Regions from separate parts of the Sus scrofa genome. Here region 2 is linked to region 1. A link is a contact called in public HiChIP or PLAC-seq data. All regions are on one chromosome and are shown on one strand. The core of a region is the stretch at or near the end of the contact, and the rest is flanking DNA. Distances in the headings are between cores, read along the strand shown.

Region 1 (6,714 bases), core at 1,973-4,472:
ATTCCAGCCCTGGAAAAGATTGTCCTAAACAGACTCTAAGATCCTGTAGCTCAAAGTGAGGTCTATGGACCAGTGGCACTGGCATCACCTAGAAGCTTGATAAAAAGTGCAGACCTGGAGTTCCCACTTCAGGACAGACTGTGGCACAGTGGGTTAGGAGTCTGATTGCAGTGACTTGGGTTACTGCAGAGATGTGGGCTCAATCCCTGGCCCGGCGTAGTAGGATCTGGTTTTGCCGCAGCTGTGGTGTAGATCACAGTTGAGGCTCAGATCACAGTTACAGCTACAGCTCAGGTTCAATCCCTGGCCCAGGAACTTCCATATGCCTCAAGTGCAGCCACAAAATAATAAAAAAAAAAAATGCATACCTAATGAATCGGAACCTTCACTTCCTCAAGATCCCATGTAATTCCTATGTACATTAAAGACTGAGAAACAGACATGGAAGATACTCTAACTGTCCAGCTTCTCCACTGACTTAGGTTTTCAGAGTCTCCTTTTGCTGGTCCTCTTCCATGTGCTCTTTCATGACCTATTAAGTACCCATGTAATAATTAGTTATTAAAGGCAGAAGACTTGAGGGTGATTTGTGATAGAATGAGTATAATATGCTTCCAGATTAATATCATCTAATGAAAGATTATATTCTTTATTGGTGGGAATTTACTGGAGAAGGAGTCCTACAAAAATCCATTGACAGGTAAGTAAATGAGTGAATGTAGTTGTGTGTGTATACTGTCTCTGAACCCAATGAATCAGAAAAAATTACAAGCTCTGACTTCCTGTCTGATTCTCACTCATTCCTCCTACACTCTAGGCAGCAACTATAGGCTTCCCATCCACCTTTAGGACCACCTGCAGATGGCAAGATGGCATTCTTCCTTCTGAGGAGCATACGTGTCTTCACTAGTCCTATCCTCTAGGACAGCCCTATTCTGGTGCAGACATAAACTTCTAACTCTCCACAGCTGATAGTCCAAAACTTCAAACAGTGTAACATAATCAGACCTCATGTATAAGACAAGAACCCAAGCATTTAATGACAACTGGATGTTGACTGATGGAAAAACCAGGCCTCATATCTCTGGTAGCTTCCTCTTTCAGTCCCCAAAGCACACTACTTTATGCTGTGGAATAACCAACTGCTTCCACTGCCCCACAAACACCATCTGTTCTGTGCCTTTCCTATTCCCTCAACCTGGAATGCCCTTTAGGTCTGTCACTGCCTGGCTAACCTCTGCTCATCTTTTAAGACTCAGCTCAGGATGCATCTGCTCCTCCAGGCAGCCTTCTTTCAACTCCAGGCTGCATGAGATGCCTCCCCCCTGCACCCTGTTTTAACTTGCCTGTATCGTCATAGACCAGTGCTATCCAACAAAAATCTAACGGAAGCCACAAAAATTTAAATTTTCTAGTAGCAGAGTTTTTAAAAATCAAAAAGAAACAGGTGAAGTTAACTTTAACTATATTTTATTTAACCCAGCACATCCAGAATGGTAATCAGTATTAGATATTTTGCATTCCTTCATCATTTCAAGTCTTCAAAATCCACTGTGTGTTTCATATGTAGAGCACACCTCAATTCAGATCAGAAACATTCCAAGAGCTCAAAAGCTACTCATGACTAGTGGTAACTGTGCAGGACAGACAAGCCTTAAACTGAAATAATCTACTGATGGTTTTGCTTTCCCTATTGGGAGGCAAGCTGCTCAAGGACAAGGTCAATGTCTTACTTGGAGTTTCATCAGTGTTGCATCAGTGCCTGACATATATTGAGCACTCGGCAAATGTTTGCTAAACTAAATGGACCTTAAGGTGTTTTGAGAGAAGGTGGAACTTTTGCAGCTGCTAAAATGAAGCACAGCTTTATGTGTACTGATAATAATAAGGATGATATGAATAATAGCTAATATTTCTGTCTTTGACCTTGTTCTATGCCCTTTAAATGTATTATTTAGTCCTCCCCACAATCTCACGTACTATGCAGCATTATTACCTTCACGTTATAGATAAAGAACTTTTTATTTTCTTTTTAGGGACACACCTGCAGCATATGTAAGTTCCTGGGCTAGGGGCTGAAACAGGGCTGCAGCTGCTGGCCTATACCAGCTTGCGACAACGCCATATCCTTAACCCGTGGAGCAAGGCTAGGGATTGAATCCACATCCTCATGGATACTAGTCTGGTTCTTAACTCACTGAGCCACAACAGGAACTCCTAGATAAAGAAATCTGCCCCCAAATGATATGGCTACTAAGTGGAACAGTCAGAACTTACTGAAGTAGTTAAAGAAAAATAGCTACTTTGTTGTACAGCAGAAATTGTCATGACATTGTAAATCAATTATATGTTTAAAAAATAAAAAATAAAACCAGGTTTGCATCTGTGAGGATTTTTTTAAAGTACATGACAAATACAAACACCTCATAATAATTAAATAGTTGAAAATAAACTACAGTCACAGATGTTATAAGCCTACTCTGATAGGTAAACCTACTCTAGAATCTCCTTTCCCAACCTCGCCAGCATTTTTTCTGGGACTTTGTCATCTGCTGAGTTTTACCTCATACAGGTGTACCTCTTTCCAAGTTTTTGAACCAACTGCTTCTGGTCTGAAATTTAATATCTTTTATAGTTGCCTTCTAAGATACTTGCATTCTGCCTGTCTTATCAAAATGGCAGAGCTCTTCACAAACCACTCTAGTGAGTAGTCATCTTTCTCAGCGCCTCATCTTCTCCCAGGATATGGGGAAAGAATGGGGCATAAACTGTTTTCCTCCACATGCTGCCCCCAGAGGACGCTTCAGTCTTGCTTACACGGCCTGGGGGTGGGGATGGGGGGGGGTAACTAATCACTGCTAATGTGTGCTTTGTATAAGGGAACTGGGCTGAACTCTGTTTAAAAAAATGATGCAGATTTCAATTTTTGTGTGTGTGTACAAAAATTCCATTATCTCTGAACCACGGGAACCAGAACCACATTTGGCAAAGGAAATAAAGCTGGAGACACAAGGAAAGAATAGATTAGGAGAAGCCTTGAAAACAGGCAGCCACGTTTAGATTTGATGTGGTGGGAAATAAAGATCCCTGGAGGGTTTCTGAGCAAGGGAGTGATGTGATGAAAACAGTGATTAAGGAAGATGAAATGCAAGCGGGACAAATTAAAGGGAGGGACGTGGATCTGAGAGGAGGCAGCCATCTGGGCGCTGGGAGGCAGGGAGAGAAAGCCAGGGGACTGGGAAAAGGAATCACGATTCTGTGAATTAACATATGCCACCCTGAAGTCCTTCACTACCAAGTTACCACCAGTTTTTTATGCTCTTACTCTTTCGGCATGGCAAAAATAAACCCATGAGGAGCTGAATATTTTCATTAAAATGATAGTAAAATTTCATCTATGTGAATATAGTGGTTTGACTATATGTGTACCCTGCTGGGCAAATGAGCTTTACCAGGAACCTATGGAACAGTTTGCAGGCAGAAATGGTGCTCAGAGAAAGTTATATTAGACCCTTATTCACAGAATAAACAAGCACAATGAAAACCAAATAATTTTTGTACAGAGAAAGACAAATAGCATATATCACTTATGTGTGGAATCTAAAAAATGATACAAATGAACTATTTACAAAACAGACACAGACTCACAGACATAGAAAATAAACTTACGATTATCGAAGGGGATAGCTCAGGGAGTGGGGGTTGTGCTTGGGAGGGATAAATTAGGAGTTTGTGACTAACAGATACACACTACTATATATATAACAGATAAACAACAAGGATCTACAGGATAGCACAGGGAACTATATTCAATAATACTGTACAGCAAAGGAAACGATGCCCCATCTCTTGGGGTAGAACAAGATGGAAGATGGTATGAGAAAAAATGTGTGTGTGTGTGTGTGTGTGTGTACTGGGTCACTATGCTATACAACAGAAATTGACAGGACGTTGTGAATTAACTATATTCTAATAAAAATATCTTGTGATAATCTATAAAGACTCTGAGAATGAATATACATGTATATAACTGAACCACTTTGCTGTATACCTGAAACTAACACAACACTGCAAATCAACTAACCTTCAATTTAAAAAAAAAGTGTTTTTAAAGCAGCCTCATGTGGATGAAGCCCACAGGACAGCCCATGAGTATCCCTAACTTGTTGCCCTAAAGGATTCTAAAAGCATTCTTTCCAAGTCAGATTCTACAGTGGCAGAAATCCACAAAGAACTTGGGTTAACCAACACTATTTGCCAATGCCCTATGCCCTAAGCCATCATGTTCTCTGAATTTGACCAAATTTTTTTTCTTTTTTTCTTTTTAGGGCCACACCTATGACATATGGAAGTTCCCAGGCTAGAGGCTGAATCAGAGCTACAGCTGGGGGCCTACACCACAGCCATAGTAACTTGGGATCTGAGCCACATCTTCAACCTACACCACAGCTCATGGGCAACGCCAGATCCTTAACCCACTGAGTGAGGCCAGGGACTGAACCTGCAACCCCATGGGTACTAGTAGGATTTGTTTCCACTGTGCCACAACAGGAACTCCTGGCTGCAATTCTAAATGGTCCAGAGACTCAAAAGTTATTTTCATTCAAGATTAGATCTGGAAAGAGCCTCACAGAATATCTAAACCTATAGTTTAACTTTAGTTTCCAGCTGCTCACAATGGAAATACAGTGGATAAATATTAAAATGGGCTCCTTGGCTGGGACTGTGGTGAAAGGCCCAGAATTCTACCTATTCATTCTCTTCACTGCCCTAACAACCCTCTCCGCCTGAATCTTACATATGATACTGAAGACCCTGAACCCTCCGCAGGACTCTGGGCTGAAAAGAATGCTGACTGTAAGACACTAAAATGTCCAGGGCTTTTGTTTTGTTTTGGCTTCTTGTGACAGATGAAAAAAATTGAAGCCTGGAAAGCTAAAGTGAGGCTTCCATTTCCAGCCATATAATGCACCAAATAGCCTGAAAAACAGTCTCCTAAAACCCCAAGAATGCTGGCTAAATGCAAATGTCCATTTAAATGCATCAAATGGACACACAGGGACATAAAGTCCTCAATTTGAAAACGAGTATAACCCATGACCTGGCAATTCAGTGTCTAGGTAAGTGCCCAACAACAGTGGAGACGCACCATGGAATCATTTTCGTAAATTACAAACAGGGCATTTTTGCATGGGTGAAATAGAACAGACCAAACTGGATTATAGCTGAATAGACAAGAGTATTATTCTGAGAAATTTTATTCCACATGTGTGTGTATACATATACAGACACACAGAAATGTAGCCCGTGTGTGTGCTGGGTTTCCATGCAAAGTGGAGCTTTAACTGTGAGGACAGACAACATTGTGAAAAAAATGTGATTTTTGAGAAGCTTTTGTATTAGTACATGAAATGAACAAGAATACTCATTGAAACATTGTTTATCATAGCACAAAATTAGAAACAATCTAATTATTCATCGACAGGAGAATGGAGCTAACTAGATAGATTGACAAATACATAGACAGACATCTGTTCACAAACCATTACAATACACAGCAGTTAAAATGAATGGACTAGAGCTTTGTTGCTGAAATCTAATGCTAAATGCAAAAAGAGCAAATTGCAGAATGATGCCCATCATATTTAAAGTTATATAAAGTTTTATTCAGAAGCCATCATTACACTGGATCTTACAGGGACCTAACCCTACACTTACAGAGGAGTCATTTAAATGCAGACCACAGTACGTCTTTAAATCCTATTTCAAAGGCAAAAATTAAAGAGTATGAAATGGTATAATAAAAGGGATTTGAAATGTCAAAAAATAAAGTTATTTCAAGTTTTAAAACATGCAAAGCAAGAGTATCTATTGTGGAAAGATATGCATGTATATAGAAGTGTGAAAGCATGCAAATTCAGGACAGTGTTAATCTCTGGAGCAGGAAGAAGGGAACTAGGATTAAGGAGGAATCCACAAAGAACTAAATTAGATCTGAAGCAAACTCGTCCAAATGTCAGGACTGCCTAGAACTCAATAGTGGCACACACAGTTCTGTTATTGTATTCTCCCTATTTTTTCCTGTTAATTGAAAAAAAAATTTTTTTGTGGAGTTCCCATTGTGGCTCATCGAATTAAGAATCCAACTAGTATCCATGAGAATCCAGCTTCGAACCCTGGCCTTGCTCAGTGGGTTAAGCATCTGGTGTTGCTGAGAGCTCGCACGTTGAAGATGAGGCTCAGATCTCGTGTTGCTGTGACTGTGGTGTAAGCTGGCAATTGCAGCTCTGATTTGACCCCTAGCCTGGGAACATCCATATGCTGTAGGTGAGACCATAAGAAGAAAAAAAGAATTTTTTTGTAAGTCACAGGCACTCACCAGAGACCAGACGGCTGATGGGTGGGGTCATCTGGAAGAAACCCAGGAAGGACTCTGATTTCCAATCCAGTCCTCTTTCCACATGGCTCCCAATTCGGGATCTGTTTGCAGATGAAGGATTTGCATCATTTTGGTGTAACTGCTAGGAACTTATTTTTACCTGAGTAATATTGTTCCCCACAGTCCACCAAGGCCACATCTGTTCTGGCCAGAAATAGCACAAAGCACACTTGCTCTGTGAGGCTGAGCTGTTGCTTCACAGTTTGTCACTTGGCTCTGTTTTCCAACTTTGCTCATGCATTGCAACAAAATGCTGAGCCACTGAAAGGTCAGTA
Region 2 (6,714 bases), core at 2,158-4,657, 350 kb before region 1:
CAGGTCTCCCAGTGTACACAGATGGGACTTAATAGAGATTAAAACAGATTGTGAGATGCTCTAATTTGTAGGGCTTTTAACTATTCAGGAAATCAGGAAATCATACTTTAAACAACATGTATCCTACTTCAGACTAGACTTTTAGTGTCATGTCTTTCGGGACGTTGTTGTGGGTTTTCCCTCCACTCATCCTCAGGCTCTGGAGGACAGAAGGGCAGCTGCCTCTTTGGCTTACGGTATGGCCTCCAGACCCGGTTGACAATGGCATTCATCTGGCGGCTTCTGGGACACCCAAGCCTCCCTAACAGCCACATCTGTGCTCCTGTGGGTTTCTCCCCACCCTGCTTGGCCTCCAGGGGGGTAGCACTCCAGCACAGCACATCCCCCATCCTCCTTAACAAAAGAAAAAGCAGATTGCTGGTGTTTTAGAGAATAGCTTTCCTCTTGTTCAGGATAGTTCATGTGGCTACTCAGAAAGGTCAGAGGGCACTTTCCAGAGCAAACGCCAGTTCTGATAACCCTCTACTCCCAGCCCTACCCCCTGCATCCAGCCCACTAGAGCCCTCCCATTGCAAGTATAATTGAATCAAAGCACTTAAGAAGGTCTCCAAGGCCATGGCCATCTGGCCTCTGACTGGCCCTCGGATCTCATCTTCTCCTCTTGCTCTCTGGGTGGCTGCCACACTGTGCTGTCTTTTTGTCCTGTTCACTTCCAAGAAGGCTCTTTTCCAGGTGGTCACATAACTGTCTCCATGTGCTAATGGTCTGTTTACAGACAGAGGCTTCCTGACCACCCTGGCTGAGTGAGCCAGGCCCTGCCAGTAACCATCCAATATCCCACATAGATTTTCTTCATGGCCCTTGCCATTATCTAAAGCTTATCTCATTGGCCTGTTCCACTGGTACTAAGCTCCAAGAAAGCCAGGACTCTCTGTCTTCTCCACTGATATATTGTAGCACTAAAGCAGCAACTCATATGCATGCCTAGCAGTCCATCAATCCCTGTGAATGAATGAACATACCAGCCAGAGACTATGGCTAGGAGAGGATATTCAGTTACACTTCTTGTCCTTTTGGTAAAGCTGGCAGAATTCTGCATTGTTTTTTAACCAGTACTGATCAAGGTAAAAATTACTGGCATTCCTTCCCCTTAGATTCATGATCGGTGTCTTCATGTAAAGATTTCTTACTTAGGGAGTTCCCATTGTGGCTTAGCGGTAACAAACCTGACTAGTATCTGTGAGGACATGGGTTCGACCCCTGGCTTCACTCAGTGGGTTAAGGATCTGGCATTGCCGTGAGCTATGGTATAGGTCACAGATGCGGCTCAGATCCTGCCTTGCTGAGGCTGTGGCATAGGCCGATAACTGCAGCTCCAACAATTTGATCCCTAGCCTGGGAACTTCCATATGCCATGGGTATGGCCCTAAAAAGACCAAAAAAAAAAAAAAAAAGAAAAAGATTTCTTACTTAAAAGAATTCTAAAGGCATGTGCTTTTGACATAAATGCTCTTGAATGTCTCATGATTTTGAAAGTTCTGTTTTAATTTCAAAACACATTGATGAAGATTGTTTAAATATGCATAAATTGCTTCAATCCAGCTATTCCCTAGGAGTTCTCATAGATTTTACAATAGCTTTCTTCTGGCTTAAATCCTCATTTCTTTTTTGGCAAAAATGGGATCAATACTTTTAATCTAATTCAAAATTAAAAGGCAAGAAAGAAGGCCCTAAATTAATTGGGTCTTCATTTCTATTTTTGTACAAAAAAGTTTCCAACAGAGAATTTTAAGTATAAGGTCCTATACCTTTTAGATGGCTTCCTTTCTTATTTTCTGAAAGAATGTTGAATTGTCAGAATCGTGAAAAATTGTAGATGGAACCATGAAACTTTGCTGTAGGCAAAGCTTGATGCTTGTTCTGCTGCTCCTACTGAAATCCAGTATCAAAGGCCACTGTGTTCATAGTCCATCTTAAAAAATATATTCCACACACATGGCACCATTTTATTTGTTTTGGGGATTTTTTGTTTCTTTTTTATTTCCTTTTGGTGCCATTTTTTAAAAAAATATCTTTCCCTTGGACCTCGTAGACTGTTTTCCAAAGATTATTTAAAATGATAGCCTCAAAACTCCAGTTTTCCTGAGGCTACCAGTAGTTCTCTCCTTCTCTTCCATGCTTGCCTCTCATAACTCAGTGAGCAGACACAGGCCTCAGGCATCAGGAGCTCCGGGCTCTGGTTCCACACCTGGTATTGTTTTGTTGTGTGATGTCTTAGATAAGTCACCTCACCTCCTTGGGCCAGGTTCCTTGTCTTTACATTGGAGACGTGAAGTGAGGGGTGGAGTGAGGAAGTAAGCACGGCCATCTCTCCCCTGTCCCTCTTTGACTTTGTCATGGGTGGTTCTAGAAAGGACTACATGGGTTTGTATTGGTCTGGCTCCCACTGAGACTCTACTCTCAGCAACTAAAACTCAGGGGGATATGGGTGAGAGATTTTTCTCCTTCTCCGTAGCCAGGCTTTCACTCAAAACTGCAGGTTGACCAGGGGTTCTACAGCCCATTGATGGACTCTGTACACCTTCCCAGTGTATGGGACCAGCTGGTTGTTGGTAGCATTTAGAGACTGAGCTGAGTCCTGTGTGCTGTTAGTTTACAATGGACAGGATAACAGTGTAGTAGAGTTGGTGAGGGGATACTTCCGTGCCTCAGTGAGCTGCTTTCTCTACACAGGTGGGTAGGGGCTTCAGCCACTCTGTGCAGATCAAGACCAAGAATTTTATAGCACTTTGTCATCAAGAAGAAACTACCCACCTTATTTTTTTTTTGTAATCCCTTCTACCAAGTAGAGTACATAACAGCCGCTAGACGGATCTGTTTTATTCATCGAAACATATCAAGTCTCCCCGCCAAATTATCAAGATGGAATCTGTTTGCATTCACTTTAATTAAAAGAAAAATACACTCATGTCGTGGGATATTATTGGAAGGTCTGGGAAGGATGTTGTGGCGTCCAGCAGACTACAGTGTCAACATTCCAGGGGAATCCCTGGCTTGAACATTTGTTTTTCAAGAGAATTAACAAACCCAGCATAGGGATTTTATTTGCCACCATTTTATCTTGTTACACAAATCTAATGAATGACTGTTTGTTAGTAGTTTCATCAGTCGTATCTTTCTGCATTTTTATCATCAGCACCCTGGAGCTTAATATCTTTCTAAAAAAACTGGAGTTTAAAGTAGATTTTGAGGGATTTTTCTCCATCATAAAAGTGCAGTGAGAAACATGGAAGAGTGAGGGGAAGAAAATAGAATCACCTGTAACCTCATTGACCTTCACATACCCAGCTTGGAGAAGGAGCCAGGGAAAATCATAGACAGGGATTACTCTGGTGCCATTACGTTCAGAATTATTTTTAACCTGTTATGAGGCTTGGCTCTTCTGTAGCAGTTCCAGTAAATCCTAACCCATGATGTCCATCAGGCCCCAGCCTGTTGTTAATAGTATTTGCATGTCCTTCCACTTGATTTTGAGAACACCCTGTTTTCCTGTGCACCCGCTGCCAAAGGACTGATTTTTTTTTTTAGGATCATTAAGGGATTTGTGGGGGCATGCCTTCCCAACACTGGATAGTGATTTTTGCTTCTTCTTATAAACAGGGCTTTTCTTTTTCCACTTTTAAGTTTCACAGGCTGTTTTTCCCCTCTCTTCTAAAGATGGATTTTCAACTCCATCACAAAACTGTTAGAACTCAATATTAAGTGAATTCAGTCAAGTGACAGGGTGCAAAAAACTGGTTCTCAAAAATCGGCTGTCTGTTTCTATTCACTAACCACAAATTATCAGAAAGAGAAATTAAGAAAACAATCCTCTTTACAATTGTATCAAAACCCATAAAATATCTAGAAATAAATTTAATCAAAGAGGTAAAATACCTATACACTGAAAACTATATGTCACTGGTGAAATAAATTGAAGAAGACTCAAAGAAATAGAAAGCTATTTCATGCTCATGAATTAGAATTAATCGATAATATTAAAATGTCCATATTACCCAAAGCAATATACAGATTTAATGCAAAGCTTGTCAGTTCCAGTGACATTTTCTTACAGAAATAGACCAAGCAATCCTAAAAAATTTTTTGGAACCACAAAAGACCCTGAATCACTAAAGTCCTTTTGAGAAAGAAGAACGAATCCAGAGGCATCACTCTCCCCAATTTAAAATATATCACAAAGCTGTAGTAATCAAAATGTTACTGGTATAAAAACAATACACAGATCAGTGAAACAGAATAAAGAACCCAGAAATAAACCCATGCATGTATGGCCAATTAATTTATGACAATGGAGGCAAGATGGGGAAAGGAAGGTCTCTTCAATAAATGGTATTAGGAAAACTGGACAGCAGAACTGAATTCTTAATCCAAGTTCATTCCCAAGACTTTTCCTTCAGGACTCTTCTTGAGCCAGACTGTTTCTCTCAGTTCCTACACTGTCCCCTCCCTTTTCTATACCAGACAGTGCTAGGCTGGGTATTGTAAATACACTTCACATTTTAATCCCCTAAAGACTTGGAATAAGTATTATTTCTCCCATTTTAAAGATGAGGAACTAAGCTTCACAGGTCTGGAGGATGTTTTGTTTTTTGTTTTTCATTTTATGCTGCACCTGCAGCATATGGAAATTCCCAGGCACGGAGTCAAATTGGAGCTGCAGCTGGAGCCTGTGCCACAGCCACAGCAACATCAGATCTGAGCTGCATCTGTGACCTATGCTGCAGCTTGTGGCAATGCTGGGTCCTTAACCCACTGAGTGAGGCCAGGGATTGAACCCACATCCTCACAGACACTCTATTGGGTTTTTAACCCTCTGAGCCACAATGAGAACTCTGAGGATGGTTTTTGGATTTACCATTTAGTATATGGCAGGTATATTTGTGTAATGTTGAATGTATTGCCTTTTGGATCTTGAAAATGTACATCAGAGCACGTCTAAGGGAGTATGGGGTTTGGCAAAAGACAGATCACACCCCAGTTCACAGCCCCTTTGCCTGCTGAGGTTGCCTCCTCCTGGCTTGTGAATTCAGCTGCTTCTTGAAAAGGTGCAGGAGTTCAGGTTACATCAGCAACATGTGAATCGCTTGGTGACCCTGGGGGATTGTTCCACTCAAGACAGCCTCCAGGAAGGGATGTAGGACATGCCTTGTGAAGGCTATTAGTCCCTCAACTCAAGCAACTCAACTTGGAAAAAGTCTTCTTTGCAGACCTCCTTCCCCAGCAGCAGGCTCTGGGGGCTTGCAGGGACTCAGGCCGGTATTTCCACCCAAATTGTTGCTCGTTTCTAGGGAGGCCGGAGCCCTCCCTTTTTTCTCCTCACTGGTTCACTTGAGTTGCCCACATGGCTCTGCCTCTGAGCTGAAAAGGGCCGTTGAGCTTCACTGTTAGTCCATGTTAGAGGGTCCTTTCTGCCTGGGGTTGAATATCTATCTCATTTAAACCATTTAACTCCCAAAGCGGGAGCAAGACAGAAGATTGTATAATTACTTGTTAAAATAGAAGCATTTTAAAGAGATAGGCTGGAGCCAGATACATGAAAAACAAAAATCTTCATTTTGTCTCATTTATCTGACTTAGTTTAATTCACTGTATAATCCTATAGCCCTCCCTTGAACAGTGATCTTTTAAGCCAGACCTTCAAATGTACTGCCTGATAAACCCTGTCATTTTGAGAAAGCAGAGGAGTAAACAATAAAGACTTAATTTTATTTCAACAAGATTTTGGGGTCCCGCTGGTGAGCAAGGCATCAATCTAAATGCCGTGGGAGGCTTTATTTTATTAAAATGACTTTTTAAAAAAATTCCAAAAGAGATTTCAGACTGATAAGAGATTCAGACATATTTTAAGACAAAGCCAAGAACTCATCCCAAGCAGATTTAAATAATAGTGAATAAAAGGACCTGTAATATGCTGTGAAGGATAGAGGAAAGGAGAGATCAGATACAGTATTAGGAATGAAAGGGCATTTTAGCTATTTCTTAAAAGATGAGCAGGATTTGATGGGCAAGAGGGATCAGGAGAAGCAGGGTGCCAGTGTAAGGGAACCACAAAGAGGCATGAAAGTGTGACTTATGCTTCTGTGACCCTGTGTGTTAGGAGTGGAGAGGAGAGTTTCTATAAGGACAGGAGTGGAAAAGAAAAACAAGGTGGAGGCTGTGCACTGACCGAAGAATCTGGGCTTCATCCCCTTCTATAGAAAGAACATTTCCAAAATTAAGAATGAATGATGTGTCCCTCCTTTTAGGCAGAAAGAAGATAACTATTTACATTATAAAGGATGAATTTAAAGGGTCTGAGAGAGGGGGAGAGAGGGGGGGGGAGAGAGAGAGAGAGAGAGAGAGAGAGAGAGAGAGAGGAGGAGAGGGAGGAGAGAGAGAGGATGCAGGAAACCCCTAAGGGAGGCAATTGTATTTGACCCTGGGGAGAAAAGACCAGACCCAGAACAAGGAGACAGAAGGGAAAAGACTGTTGATGAACTATTTTAAAGTGCAGTGACTGGCAGGCCACGGAATAATAAGGGAAAATGATGACTTCTTTTTTTTTTTTTTTTGTCTTTTTGTTGTTGTTGCTATATCTTGGGCCGCTCCCGCGGCATATTGAGGTTCCCAGGCTAGGGGTTGAATCGGAGCTGTAGCCACTGGCCTACGCCACAG

Evidence for each region. HiChIP or PLAC-seq counts read pairs in DNA pulled down with a chosen protein or histone mark.
Region 2: an H3K27ac HiChIP or PLAC-seq map of skeletal muscle shows a contact between it and region 1, with 3 times the contacts expected there. The contact joins two enhancer-like sites. A contact is called at or near these places in 1 of 47 Hi-C or Micro-C datasets (heart right ventricle) and 1 of 2 datasets of contacts at active chromatin or transcription factors (skeletal muscle).

What each region holds. Positions count from the first base shown.
Region 1 is chr1:219,334,784-219,341,497 of Sscrofa11.1, reverse strand. LOC100737021 (a long non-coding RNA gene) reads right to left here. Exons shown (of 10, transcript XR_001306492.2): 5 at 6,380-6,480. Among named protein-coding and RNA genes, the nearest start is that of VLDLR, 130 kb to the right of the region's middle. Within about 2 kb of position 3,222, at least 4 of the 83 cell types and tissues checked have an H3K27ac peak or open chromatin away from gene starts, as enhancers often do.
Region 2 is chr1:219,684,489-219,691,202 of Sscrofa11.1, reverse strand. All of the region lies in intron 27 of SMARCA2 (probable global transcription activator SNF2L2), which reads left to right. Among named protein-coding and RNA genes, the nearest start is that of SMARCA2, 130 kb to the left of the region's middle. Within about 2 kb of position 3,407, at least 4 of the 83 cell types and tissues checked have an H3K27ac peak or open chromatin away from gene starts, as enhancers often do.